2 separate regions of the Rattus norvegicus genome follow, and region 2 is linked to region 1. Evidence: chromatin contacts called from public Hi-C data. All regions are on one chromosome and are shown on one strand. Each heading gives the region's core, a stretch centred on a gene start, on an enhancer-like site or on the middle of the called end of the contact. The rest is flanking DNA. Distances are from core to core; before and after follow the strand shown. Region 1 holds the start of Lancl2 (LanC like glutathione S-transferase 2). Region 2 holds the start of Ppm1k (protein phosphatase, Mg2+/Mn2+ dependent, 1K).

What was found. Hi-C and Micro-C count contacts between places; a contact is called where the count stands out from the background.
Region 2: a contact with region 1 is called in a Hi-C map of frontal cortex, with 2.2 times the contacts expected there. The contact joins the promoter of Ppm1k here to the promoter of Lancl2 in region 1. A contact is called at or near these places in 2 of 12 Hi-C or Micro-C datasets (frontal cortex and mammary epithelial cells) and 1 of 1 datasets of contacts at active chromatin or transcription factors (oligodendrocytes).

The regions. Positions count from the first base shown.
Region 1 is chr4:88,810,475-88,814,564 of GRCr8, forward strand. Lancl2 (LanC like glutathione S-transferase 2) reads right to left here and starts at 2,405. Exons shown (of 9, transcript NM_001014187.1): 1 at 2,193-2,405. The coding sequence starts at 2,396.
Region 2 is chr4:88,939,249-88,943,740 of GRCr8, forward strand. Ppm1k (protein phosphatase, Mg2+/Mn2+ dependent, 1K) reads left to right here and starts at 3,101. Exons shown (of 7, transcript NM_001107863.1): 1 at 3,101-3,311.

The DNA.
Region 1 (4,090 bases), core at 1,155-3,654:
AATTACCCAGCCTTCCCTGGGTCTGGATCAGGAAATCAGCAAAGCCTTAACTGTTCCAAGTACAGATGTTGACAGCTCGCAAAGCATCAAGCACATCTTCCTACCTGAACAATAACTACAGCCTGAGCTTGCTCCCTTGCAGAGACTCCCTGCGAAGCCTAGCCGACCTACCTCCTCACCTCAGATTTATATAATAAATGCACTGGGTTTGGGCTGCTGAGAACAGCTCACCAGACACCAGCTTTTCTGTAAGTGTGTGTGCTGTTTCTTCATTCCCCTCCTTTGCCCCATCAGGTCAATCCCAAGGCAGTGAAGGTCATGGTAGTGCTGGAAATACCAGATCTCACAAAAGAACAAAACTATATCTTCGTATGTCACCTTGCACAAAACTCAAATCCAGTGTCCAGATGGAGGACCTCAACATAAGACTTGATACTCTCAAACTACTAGAGAAAAATGGGGAGTATACGTCAATGTGCAGGCATAGGTAAGCACTTTTCAAGCAGGACTCCAGTAGCATAAGCAATACAAGCAACGGTCAACAGATGAGATGGATCTCAAAATAGGAGAAAGTCTTTTTTCCAACTACACATTCAACAAAAGAGTAGTGTCTTCTAGTGTCTAAAATATACAAAGACCTAAAAGTCAAATCAAATAAAAAAAAAATAATAACCCACACTGAGCATCAAGTAAACAAATAAAAATAAAAAAGGGGGTGGGGGGGCTGTACAGGACTGGAGCAACAGCTCAACAATTAAGAACATTTAGGAATCTTCCAGAGGATCTAGGTTTGGCTCCTAGCCCCACACAGTTGCTCCTAACTGTCCACAACTACACTGAAGAGGATCCAGCACACTCTTTCTGACCTCCTCAAGGACTAGGTATGCATGTGGCACACATACATGCAGGAAAAACACCTCCATAAAATTATTTTTTAAGTTGCAACTTATGCTATGCAACTGGAAAAATAGTAAAATAGGGAACTACAAATAGTAAACATTTTCCAAAATGTTCAACCTCCTCAGGGATGAGTAGTATGCAAATGGAAATTGCCTTAAAATTCCATCCTACCCCAGTCTGAAAGGCCACTATCAAGAATACAAATAAGAAATGCTAGCAGGGGTGTGGGGTAAGGGGAATCCTTTTACACTATTGGTGAGAGTGTAATCTGGTGTGGCCGATTTGGAAATCAATCCAGAGGGTCCTCAAAAGTTAGACGTAAAAACACCTTATGCACTGAGCATGATGGATAGCTTTAATCCCAGCACTCAAGAGATAAAGGGAAGCAGGTATCCAAGTTTCGGGCCAGCTAGGGGATGCATACGTAGTGGTTCTCTTGTTTCAAAAATAAATAATACTCTAAGATCCAGCTATCGCACTCTTGGGCACACATCCAAAGGTTTCATATCACTACAAGTGACATGTGAGGGGTTGGCCAAAAAACAAACAAAAAAGTCCTAGTTGATAATGCCAATGTGACCATGAGCTCAGAATTGCTATAATTATACTTATTTGCGCTGGATGTGCACAGGACAGGCCCTCCCAAAAGTCAGTCACAGATGGGGAGGGGTTCACGGGGCTCTAATTCTTAATGTCAAACTCTTAACAACAGATTGGTTCTGGAGGAGGGGTAGCCATTGTCTTCAGTTGTGTACGCTACTGAATCCACCAGTAGGGACCAAAGGATGGTTCGGAGAAGGTCTTGGTAAAGCCCAGGAAGACAAAACAAACAAACAAACAAAGACACAAATGGGGGGGGGGCAACTCATAGGGGAAGCGGTTGTACAGAAGAGGGAAGGGGATGAAAGACAGTGGGGTGGAAGCAACCAGAATACATGTATGAAGTTGTTAAAGAACAAAAAAAAAAAAAAAAAAGGAAAAACAGGCTGTGACTTTAGCGTTTCTCCAAGTAAGTACATGCCCACTGGCAGATGTGAAAAAAATCTACCTAACAGCAAATTCTCATTTTACTCCCAAGAACGATCAAAGTGCTCCATCAGACTGTTTCAGGTCTCAACAGAGGGAATGCATAACCAAACCACCTTTTCCCCGCCGTTTGGGCAGGACCTAGACTGGGCGGGACGCGCGCCGATGACGTCACCGCACCCCAGGGCGTGACCGCTGGACGCTACCATTGGCGCAGGTGGCCTCACCCTCCCAACCGCTGGTCCTGGCCCTGGCAACCAACTCACCTTCCCGTTGGGGTGGAAAGGGAGGCCCGGGTCTTCTGTGGTGGGAAGAGGGCAAACACGGCCTGTTTCCTCCGCAGTTCCAGAGGCGAACCCCGTGGCGGAGGCAGCGACCTCATAGTCTAGGAAGGGATTAGGAAACGACCGCTCCTCCATCTCCGCCTCTCCTAGGTGGAACTTGAGTCTCTTTGACATGGTCTCGCCCATGTCCGCGCGCTTCCCCTGCCTGAAAGCTCAGGGCACGGCGCGCAGGCAGGGACAAACCTCCTGGAAGGCGTTTAGGCCGGGGCTACGCGGCGAAGCCTTCCTGGTGATCCGTGGTTTGCACATCTGGATGCAGCTAGCGTGAAAAAGCCGAACCTCCAGCCTCCGCCAGTCACGCCCTCCCAGCAGCGGCTCTCAGCCTGCCGCCAGGCCCACCAACCACAAAGTCTCCCAGTTATCCTCGCCTCTCTCGTGGCCGTGTCCTTCCGAGAGATTCTAGAGAAAACCGCACGCCTAGAAAGCCCACATTCCGGTAGGGAAAGCCTGTAAAGATGGATTCATTCAAAGTGTGAACGGTTCGCAGACCAGGGAAAGGCGCATCTTTAGACGCTCCATCACCAAACTGACCGCATCTCACCAGCCCAGCCTTGTTGCCCGTCCGTGTCCTCGGCCCTGGTCGTGCGCCAACCACAGGAACAGTAACTGCTTTGTTTGATTAAAAATACCTGTTCTAAAGAAAAGAATTTCAAAACGGCCTAAAACAGTGAAAAGATAGCCTCCCGAGGGAGGGGGGATACAGTCCCTCCCATTCATCACCACTGGGAGGGGGGTTGCTTGGAGGAGGAGCCACAGGCCTTTGTTTTGTTTTCTTAATGTTTTATTTTCATTCTTATTGTTTTGAGTAAGTACACCTCTTTAATTGTGAGAAATAATATAGAAGAATGATTGTTAATCATCTAAATATTTTATAGACCAGAGAACCCCATGATCACGAGATTAACATAATTAGCCAGCAGAATAACATGGATAGCAAAGAGGACACAAGCAAATAGATCTTTGTATTTTTATAATCACTATATATAAATTTACAGCCTTTATTGGTTCTGTGTGGATTTTTTTTTTGCATTATTTACTTAGAACCAAATCTGTGTGATGATTTAAAAGGAAATATTGTATTGCGGTTCTTTCATTTAATAAACATTGTTACATAGTGACAAAATGTTTGTGCCCTCTGGGGATACCAGGTTAGAAAGGCAAGAAAATCAAGAAACAGAAAACAACCTGATGTATGTGATTTCCGGAGTCCAGGCAAGGTACATATTAGTCTAATGCCAAAAGTGACATAATAGAACACTATCAAACAGCTAGGATTATGTCATTCCTGCTTTTGGCCTCCAAATGGAATAAAGTGGAGAAGGTTTAGATTTTCATCCCCTCCCTTATCATATGTGCAACCTCCAGCCTCCAGTAAATGATCATGACAGTGTAGATCAGAATTAGAAGAGTCAGACTCTATCTCCTGGAACCCCTAACTAGCTAGGCTCCGCCACCGGCCTTCATAGTCAATCAAGAGACAACAGTGAAAAGCAGAAAAAGATTTGTTGAATGTACCTACACAAGGGAGAGGGACAAAGAACCAGAGACAAACACAAACATGGTTTCTCCGGGTCTCACACACACATACACACACGCCTATCCACCTTGTTTTCAGGTCCTGGCCCTTTTGCTTAGGTTTAAATAGTAAACCAGAGATTTGTTTGCCTTGCTAAGCCACCCAGGTTCAGCTGTGGTCTGGCTCAACCTTGGCCCATCATAGTATCTGCTTCTCTATCTTTGGCAAGGGGTCTGACAAGCCCTCCCACTGTGAAATCATTAGGAGACAGTTCTTCTCTGACTGGCCTAGGTTTCGGCCTTTT
Region 2 (4,492 bases), core at 1,851-4,350, 130 kb after region 1:
CTCTGATTACCATGGAGTCATTAACATTCAGGACATTCCCTGAAGGAGGAATGTAAAATATGTACATTATTATACAAACATAGCAGCCATCCACAGTCCTGGGAGAGGAGGAGGGAGAAAGGTAGGGGTGGAACTACACATTGCTGCGGTTCTCAACCTTTGGGTTGTGACCCCTTTGGGAGTCGAAGACCCTTTCACAGGGGTCACCTAAGACCATTGTAAAGCATATTTACATTATGATTAATAATAGTAGTACAATTAGAGTTATGACATAGCAACAAAAATAATTTTATTGTTGGGGGTCACCCCAACACAAAGAACTGTATTAAAGGGTCACAGTCTTCGAAGGTTGAGAATCACTGGCATATTTGGTTGCTGTGTTTAGTGAAAGCAAGGAGATGGAGCCCCACTCTTCCCGAAGCTCTGAAAGGGGGAAATGAGTTGTTAGAGTAGAACATAATCATGCCTGTAAGACGACTTTGACCAGATTTGACCAGATTTGCCCTCTCGCAAGCTCTTTCCTTAGGAAGGAGATACAAACCAGATTCGGGTGGCTTTGCAATTCTACTTGTGACATGGAATTAGGTAAAGTTACCTTTAGCCTGTTTGAAGTGACTGATGCAGAAAGCCTTGTGCCAGAAGGCTGTTTCCCAATGGAGCCCAGGAGCAGGCAGAGTATACTGTGAGGTTACTGTGGATAAGGGTCATAGTGACCTAGTGTTTAATTCCTCCTCCTAAATTCTCTGATAAGATTTGTATGTTAGAAGAGTAAAGTCTCTGTCTACAAGTCCCTGTGACTGAAGAATCGGAGCCTGGCTGTGCGTTTGCCAACAGAAACCCTATCCCTCTCCTTTTCTTGTTGAAAATTACCAAAGCAAACTGCTGAGATCATGATTATAAACACAGCACAGAATCGTCAGTCCTAAAACCAGAACAGTCTCACTAGAAAGTCTGTAAAAGAGACACCATGGTTGTGCAAATGCGTCAGAATTAAATGGTGCCGTTTCTGCAGTGCATGTAGGAAAGACATCCAAGGTGCTCTGGAGAGAACAGCACTGGGACAGCACCGCAGAGTGAGTGTAAGTTCAGTGTCTTCACGTCACCTCTTCTGAGTAAGTAGCTGACAGCAGGACTATGAAGAGGCATTGCCTGCTTATGTCCCAGTTCAACCGCTTGGAAACTAAGTGCCTCAGGTCACTTCCTCAGCCTCTTCACCCAGTCTCCTCAGTTACAAATACAAATGGTAGGAATTATTTTCTTTTATGTAAAAGATTTATTATTTTTCATTATGTCCATAGGTGTGGTCTGTGTGGGGTTATGTGCACACGAGTGCTGGTGTCCTTGGAGGCCAGGGGCATTGAACCCCCTGGACTTATAGGTCATAAGCTTCCCTACACTGGTGTTGGGAATTCTGTACAGTATTCCGGAAGAGCAGTATGTGCACCATCTCCAGCCCTCTTTCTGGTTTTGTGGTAGTAGGTACTGAACTCACGGCACCAAGCAGGCTAGTCACCAACCGTAGTAGCTCCAAACTGGAAATGCCTTCAGCGTCTATCACAAAGATAAATGCATAAGCTATGATCGAATTGCAAAATGGAAAGGTATCAAGACCCCGACTGTATAGCAACATGGGAAAAAAATCTTACAAATACATCGTTGAGCCACAGTTAGCCAAGTAAGCAAATAGAACGCATAGGTTGCGGTTTAATACACATCAGGTGTAAAGGCAGAATTAATCTGCTGTGTTAAAAGTCAGCACAGAGGCTGCTCCTGCAAGGAAGCAGTAGTGAGATGGCAGGATGAACTGCTCCTGGGCTTAGAAACATTGTCTTGGTCAGGTGCTGGATACAGAGTCAGGCTGCATGTTGTGAAGATCTCTTGAGCCACATCCAGTATGCGCACTTTTCTGTCTGTATGCTAGATCCAGTAATAATTTCAAGAGCTTTATGAAAATTGACTCTCTACCCAACACAAGTCATTAGAGTTAGTGAGGCGTCAACACGAATATCGCTGTCTAAACGTATTATTATTAAATGCACTGGATCTTCAGATGCTCTTGGGCCAGGAGGTGCAACTAGGCAACACGACTTAATTATGAATTATAAGAATATTTTTAATTAGAACTTATTCCATTCATATATTGAGCATATTCTTTCCCCTTCCCACAATTCCTTTCACATACCCCCCCACTTCCTTACCCACTTAACTTTGTGTATGCACTCTCACTGTCTCAAACAAAAACCCAAAAATCAAAACAAAAACAAATTAAGACTAAAAAGTGTCAAAAAAAAAAAAAACCACCCCCACACAAAAACCATGGAGTTAGTTTCGTGTTGGCCAATACTCCTGGGCAGGTTTCAGTAGTGTGCTCATACAGCCTGAAAGGCATCTGCTGTTGCCTTTTGCTCAGCTCCATCTTTCCTTGACTAGTTCCTGTGGGACTCAGCGCCCTACGTAAATTCACTGCCCAGTGTTCTCCATCCACACCTCAGTCATTCCCTCTCTTGATGTGATTTTTCTTTTACTGTTTATTTGTTGCCTTGCTTCCTCTTCTTCCTTATTAGACCGAAGGTTCTAAAAGCAGTTAGATTATTTGAGTCATTTGGGACGCCCCCAGATCCTAGGCAATGCTTCCTTCGAAAGATGGAATTTTTATGGTATGCAGGATAGTTGCGAGCCATCCCAAGATGCCTGTTATGGCAGTCCAAAGAACATTGCTCTGTGATTTGTTAAAGAACGAGCAAGAACACTGAATGACGTACAAGTGCTCTACAAGCAAAGCGTAGCTGTCCTGTTCTCTTTCGGGTCACAGCCAAGATAACTCTGGCAGAAGCGATACTCCTTCCTGTGGCTAGCGAAAAACAAGGTCCCTGGCGTCTGATTCGAGGCCGCCAAGGCTCATCGGGAGGGCGGGGCGCCATGTCGAACAGCTACTGGCCCAATTTGACGTCTGTCTACAGGGCTTAATTGGCAATCTGAGAGGCCAAATCGCCAGTGCAGGAGGCTCGTTCTTATCTAGATCCGTAATTGGCTCAGATTGAGGGCGGGCAAGGAGCCCTGCCCTGCTGAGCACCAACTGGCTAGCGTTGTTGTCAATCATCAGAAACATACTCCTCCGGGTCTCCATTTGGCCAGCTGCGGTTGAAATTTTTTTTCAAGAATTTCCAGGAGTGGAGGAGGCTGTGGCTTCTCTAATTGCTTGGTCTGGAGATCAGAATCAACAGAGAACTCAGCTTTATTTATCATCCAAGAAAGCCTTCCCTTCCTTCCATTAGCCAATTAAGAAATTTACAGACACAAGCCATTACAAGGTAAGAGCCTGAAGAGTTCGATTCGTTTATTCTCCTAGGTTATTGACAAGACATTGGCGGTCCCCGGAGGTCTTCAGGAAGGAGAAAGAGAAATATGAAATGAGTTCCTGCAGCTTACTCTGAGGCCGAGTCCTACGCGCATCTCTCCGGGCTCGATGTGCTCCCCGTTTCTCGAGGTGGAGAGCAGCTGCTCTCGCCTAGGCCCTCGGCGGCTGTGCCCGAGCATCCGGCTCCCCAGACACAGCCCCGATCGGCCTTGAACTTGACCTCGGGCTGGAAGTGAGCGCCAGGGAAGCAGGGATAGTGGGATGGGCGGGGTCCCATGGAAAAATCAGAAAGCGAGCTAAGATAACTGAAGCCGCTCTGATTCCTCGCAGCGAGACCCCTTGGTGCGCTCCAGCGGGCTATAACAGGCTTCCTCCGGACCTATTTCTCGGCCAGAAGACTCCGGATGCCGGGAGATCTGCTGGGCTGCCCGGGCTGGAGAGTGTTCTGCCACGTCCAGCTTTGGTCAAGGCCAGTAAACCAGCCCAGAACCCTGTCCATTCGGGACTTGTGAAGAGACTGGTTAGAAAAGGGTTGTGGAGCCCTGGCGGTTTGTTTGGATCTGAGAGCTTGTGTTTTGCCTTGGTAGGAGAGCACTATCTTAGGGACATGTGGCTCGAGGTGCGGGTTTTCGCAGCCGCTTTCTGCATAAGAGAAAATTTACCCGGAGGAGACAAAGATTGAGGCTCTGGGTAGAAATAGCTAGAAAATTTCGAGTCTCAAAAGCTCCACTGGTGTTTTCGTTGTAGGAGCTGCAGGAATAGAAACTGCGAAGCCCCTTACCCCCAGGTGTGCACCAACCCGGTTGAGCAGATGTGGCCTCTGCTGGACCCGTACCCCGGTGAGAAAACCTGGGGGCGGCCTGAGATCCAGATCTCCAGAGCTTCGCGGAAGGGAGGGTGTCGTCTTGCTGGTGTGTGTTGGAGCTTGTGGAAATTGGAAACCAGCTCACCACTGTATGACAAGTGTCATTAAATAGGAAGCTTTGGATAATGGGTTCTTGTTTATAATTGTTTTTCTAGAAATCCGAGTCTCTTTTTCCTTGACTACATCACACACACCCCTTCACAGAGTTGAGTAATACTTTTCCATACTGTATTCTCAGTTCGCCTATCCAAACAGACTTTCACATACGA